Regions from separate parts of the Rattus norvegicus genome. Here region 1 is linked to region 2. The links are chromatin contacts, called in public Hi-C maps. All regions are on one chromosome and are shown on one strand. The core of a region is the stretch at or near the end of the contact, and the rest is flanking DNA. Distances in the headings are between cores, read along the strand shown.

The links. A called contact is a pair of places that touch in the nucleus more often than the background predicts.
Region 1: a contact with region 2 is called in a Hi-C map of mammary epithelial cells, with 1.7 times the contacts expected there. The contact joins the promoter of Arhgap29 here to the promoter of Abcd3 in region 2. A contact is called at or near these places in 2 of 12 Hi-C or Micro-C datasets (liver and mammary epithelial cells).

The regions. Positions count from the first base shown.
Region 1 is chr2:212,754,589-212,757,288 of GRCr8, forward strand. Arhgap29 (Rho GTPase activating protein 29) reads left to right here and starts at 1,297. Exons shown (of 24, transcript NM_001009405.1): 1 at 1,297-1,386.
Region 2 is chr2:212,589,073-212,591,772 of GRCr8, forward strand. Abcd3 (ATP binding cassette subfamily D member 3) reads right to left here and starts at 1,307. Exons shown (of 23, transcript NM_012804.2): 1 at 1,136-1,307. The coding sequence starts at 1,245. It overlaps LOC108350099 (a long non-coding RNA gene), which reads left to right and starts at 1,431. Exons shown (of 2, transcript XR_001836889.3): 1 at 1,431-1,678.

The DNA of each region.
Region 1 (2,700 bases), core at 47-2,546, 170 kb after region 2:
TGAGGTCACAAGATTCTTGGTTTCTTGGGAATTTTCTCAAGAGCATTCAATTTGCCTCACATGACTCCATTCTTGGAGACTGTGATCCCACAGATGGGAATTAGAATCACCTGAATGATGAACCTCTGAGTGTACCTGTGGGATGTTATCTTAATTATGCTGACCAAAGTGGGGTAGCCTGCCCACTGTGGGTGGTACTATTCCCTGGGCAAGGGATCATGAACTGTAGAAGAGTGGAGAAAGTGAGTTGAGGATTCATATCCATTCTTTGTTCTCTTCTTTTGGCTGTGAATGTAAATGACAAACTGCTTCAAGCACCTGTTGCTTTGATTTTTCTGAAGTGTGAGCTAAAGAAAACCTTTCCTTACATTGCTTTGATCAGGGTATTTTATCACAGCAACAGGAAAAGTAGGTAAGATGCATTTTGTAAGTTTACCTATTTGTCGATTAATATCCAGGGAGAATTATGTCTCTGCATCAACAAGAGGGAAAACATTTCTTGATATTTAAGTGTAAGTTAGACGCGCAACACTCTATACATTTCCCTCCCCATATTTGATATATAACACAACATCTAGCAACATTCTTTTTTTGTTGCGTATCCCCATCAACCACGTTAATAGTCCTATTTTCTAGAGCATTTGATGATAAGAAATGTGTTGTATGATTAGAGGGATGTGTAGTTAACATTTATCTAACACATCTATGTAGCCAGATACTGTGCATAATAGCTGATGTAATTAAGTAATTTAGTTTTCAGAAAATGACAGCTGAAGAAAGAAGGGTAGGGAAGTTTCAAAATGAGTCATAAATTTGGTTTTGAAACGAGAAAGGATGGAGGAGCAAGAAAGTCAACTAAACTGAGTTCAAGACTAAAATTCTGACAGGAAAGTATTCATAGTGCACTCCTGAAAAAATTGGCCAAGTTAAACCAGGACAGAGGAGTGGTTCTCATTTGGAGTTAAGAAAGAGTGACTTTTCCCTTGGTGGGTCCGATTGCCAACCAGTACACTGGGACTTTGGGACCTCGGTCAGGTCAAGGCCCCTCTCCGAGGAATTGAGCACGTCTTGCCCCACCCGCACCTGTTATGGCCCCGCCCCCTCAGCGGTGACCCCCGCCCCCTAGGGCGCGGACCAATGGGAGGGCTTCAGGGGCGGGCCGAGGAGGGCGTGAGGCGTGAGGCGTGGGGTGCGAGGCGGGGGCGGGGCGTCGCGTCCGCGGCTGGCGCGGTCGTGGCGGTAGCTGCAGGGGTGGCGACGGCGGCGGCGGCTCCTCGACCCAAGTCCTCAGGCCAGCCGTGGGGGATGGGGACAGCGAGCTCCAGCCCGCTGAGGGGGCGGTGGCCGTGAGTGATAGGCGTCCGGGTCGCGGGATGGAGCCCCACGGTGAGAGAGGGGAGGCGGCGCGGTCTCCCGCCGTGCCTCGGGGCTGGCAGGAGCTTTGGGGTCGGGGGGTCCGGGAGTCGCAGGGCGGAGGCGGCTGCGGGCAGGGCCGGGTGCTCTGGGCTTGAAATTCCCTCCACCAGTGAGAGTCAGGAGGGGACGAAGGGCTCTGAAGAGCGGGAAGGGACGTTGCGGACCCCGGTGCTCGTGCGCGGATCGGTGTGCCCGTGCGGGGATCGGCGTGCCCGTGCGGGGATCGGCGTCGGCGGTCGGGCAGCGGCTCGCCGAACTGACCGTCCTTATCCAAGGTCTCGTCAGCGGGCGTTCAGCAGCCCCGGGCCCTTTCCCAGCCACCTCTGGTGCCTGCCTGAGGCACTAGGACTGCGAGAGCTTCCCCATTGCTTTTCTTCACGTCTGTGTTTCCTGCGGGGACTGGGTTAGGAAGTTTGGTGGCGTTCTCACAAACTCCACTGTGACAGATGCAGGAGGCTGAGGGACCGTGAGGAACTCTTCCGGCCCTGTCCTCACTTTTCCTTCTGGCATTTCTGTCCTGGAGCCCGCTGTTTGTCAGACAACCCCCTACCCCGCTTCCCTCTGATGCCCTGCCCCCTTCCCAGGCGTTTCTGTCACTTTCCTCCTTGCATTCCTTGGGCTCTGGTCACCCTTATTCCAGCTGTGGCCCTAGGGTAAACCGTGCGCCTTGCAGACTAGGAATTGATAAACTGAGAGATTACAGTTACCACCAGGGGAGCCTGCCCCTGAAAGTTTTATTGCTGAGAATGTCCCAGGACTTAGTCTTTGATGGAAACCCGGTGCCCTGGAGGAACTTGTTTCCACAAAACCGAGTCGTGCAAGGCTCCTGGTCTTGGAGCCTTTTTGACAAGAGTTTATCTCTCTTTAAAAACAAAAACAAAACCCACTATCCGTCTGTGGGGATCAAGGATTGGGTTTCACACAGTGTTCTTTTGGGTCTTTAACATGTTCTGACAGTGTGTCTTAAGGGGAAGGGAAATGTTAAGTATTTTTCAAAAGTTCAAAGACCACAGTGGAGCAGGATTTGTTTACCTGCTTCTTTTTTTCATTTGGGAATTCATGTTACCATCTTACTGAATTTGGGCAAAGGGTTACCTCTCTATGAAAAAGATTTCAGATTTAGATATGAAGGAATAGTTAAAAGGAATAAATAAGGCCCAACACGAGATTTAGGTCATTTTCTTTCGTGATTTCTTGAGGCAGTTTGCCAGAAATGCCTACTTAGAAATACTTCAAGTACTGTACAAGTTAAGTGTCCTGACACTTAAGCCTTAATACCCTACA
Region 2 (2,700 bases), core at 57-2,556:
ACGTTCTATCAGCATATTCCAAATAACTGATAACTTCTAATCCCAAAGGAGAGTTCAGAAAGGATACAATCTAACAGAAAAATATTTAGACTTAATCAGCCCCACCCAGAACTCTTTGAAAAAAAAAAAAGGTTAGTGTGTGAAGGTGACGCATATTACTATTTTGTAAAGCTGATTTAGGAAGAAAGGGGCCAATGTTGCAGTCAATAGGCAAGTCAAAATAGACAGGACAGAAAATACTTCGTGAAAGGGTACTTGGAGCTCTCTGCTAGTATTTTAGGCCAAATTCTAATAAGGTAGATCAAGCAAATCAAAGGCAGGAGACAATAGTACCTGCCCAGAGGGTTGATGAAATAAAAAGCATAGAAGAATTATTCTAAGATTGAATATTAAATATCCAAAGACTTAGCAAGAATGCTTAGTTAGGAAGTAACCTTTTCTCTTTCGCTCGCTGCAATCAAATGTGCGACAAGAAATAAAATTGTGCCTGTAATCCCAACACCAGAACTCAATTCTCTCCTTTCCCAATCTCCCAGGAGTTCAAAGTAAACTTTGACTTTCTCTCCAGGCAGGTAGCTGTACGCTGTAATTAACAAGTGATCTTCACCTAAAACACACTTTCACCTTTCACCTATAAAGCAGATGGAGGAAACTTTGTCCTGCACACACCACCCAGCCAATTCAACCTTTCCAAATGAGCTGTCAGGGCATCCACTGACCAATTCCGGAAAAGGGCACCGCTTTAGAAAAAATCGTGCCCACTGGATCCAGAAAACCCCCAAGAACGCCCCTGGCCACTATCCACCGCCACTACTCCGGAGTCGAGCAGGCGTAAAATGTCCATCCCGAACGAAACCTTAGCGTTCTGTGGCGATGAGATGGCAAAACCAGAATGCACCCATAAAGTTGACATGCAGGGGGAAGTGGTGAGGGGGCGCAGGGACGCGGCGCGCCCTCCTCCCTCCCGCAGTCTGGGGATAGCGCAGTGGCCGCCAGGCCGAGGGCCGCGGGGCTCGGGGACCGCTGGCTGGGTTCTGCGGGCACCCGCGCAGCTCCGGACCTGGAGAGAAGGGCAAGGCGCGCTCCCGGAGCAGCCGGCTCGGGCCCGGGAAAGCGGCGCGGCCGCGAGCCTCACCCGTGCAGGCCGAGGGCGCGACGCCGCTTGTGGAGCAGGCAGAACAGCAGGAACGCGGCCCCCGCCAGCGAGGAGTTCCGCGCCGTCAAGTACTTGCTGAAGGCCGCCATGGCACCGGCAGGGCGAGCGAGCCGCGGTATAGGGGACGCGCCGGCGACAACCTCAGTGCAGGAACCGCGGGGGAAACTGGGAGGATAGCTCGGCGCCGAGAGAGGGCGGGGCCGGCCGCGCGGGAACGCCCCCTGGCGCGCGCCGCCGCGCCGAGCCCACCCTGGACTTTGGCTTCCCGGACGCGCGCGCGGGCGCGGGGCGATCGAAAGGTCCTTCCCTAGAGGGACGCTCTGCGCACGCGCGGACCCCCACTGACTCGCCGGAAACGCGGCGGGCCAGCGGTGCTGGTCCTAGGCGCGGATCCGAGCTACCCCCGCTTCGGCCTTGGGAGCTCTGCTTGCACAAACCCTAGCTTTCACAAGAACTGGAAGAGCGGGCCAGGCCTGCGCCGCGGACTTAGTGGGCCCTGCCCCTCTGCCATCCCCTGGATGGGTCGGTACCACCCTCTTAAAGAAGCCGAGGGAGGAGGGGAACGGCTCCATCACAGAGCACTAGTATGGTCTACATTTACAACTTAAAGAGTGAAGGGAGACCAGGAAGAGAAAGACTACAATCAGATATCTTATTTCAAGTTGCCTTAGATTTTGGTATCTAGGACTTCTGTAAAATCGGTTGGGGACGATGGATCCACCGCTGTATTAATTTTTTAATAAGAATAATGTAGGGGTTGGGGATTTAGCTCAGCGGTAGAGCGCTTGCCTAGCAAGTGCAAGGCCCTGGGTTCAGTCCCCAGCTCCGAAAAAAAGAAAAAAAAAAAAAAGAATAATGTAGTGGGAAAAAGCTCAGAATGCGTGACAAAAAGGAGTTTTAAGAAAAATTATTCTTTTTGTAGATATGTACAGGGATGGCGATAAAAAATGTATTTCTTTATGTTAGGTCTAGTCAAAGAAAGTTTGAGAAACGCTGTTCTTTGCAAAGGGACATTCAGAAATAACAATTGTGCGTTGTATTAATGCTGGCCTTACTCCCAGAAGCAGACGGGCTTTACAGATTACAGCATTCTTCTCCTGTCCCACCCCTATCATGCAGAAATTGTTATCCCTAGCATTTAGTCCAGTGCATGCACAATAACTTTTTTTTTTTTTTTTTTTTGGTTCTTTTTTTTCGGAGCTGGGGACTGAACCCAGGGCCTTGCGCTTCCTAGGCAAGGGCTCTACCACTGAGCTAAATCCCCAACCCCCACAATAACTTAATGAATGGCTGTTTTCAGTTTAAGAAACTGTAGAGAAGCAAGTGTCTGAAAGGAAGCTTATAAAACCTTACACAATACATAAATGTTGCCTGCCCATAAAAGTAACCAATGAAACAGTGGTGCCCTAGGTGTTTTCTCTGTGTGATTGGTTAAACGGTTATGAGAATGGAAAAAAACAGACACCGACCGTGGTGTGTGCTGTGTACAGGAGCTCAACAATCAGTTAAAAGTCTAAGTTACGCAAAAGTAGAGCCTGTACCAA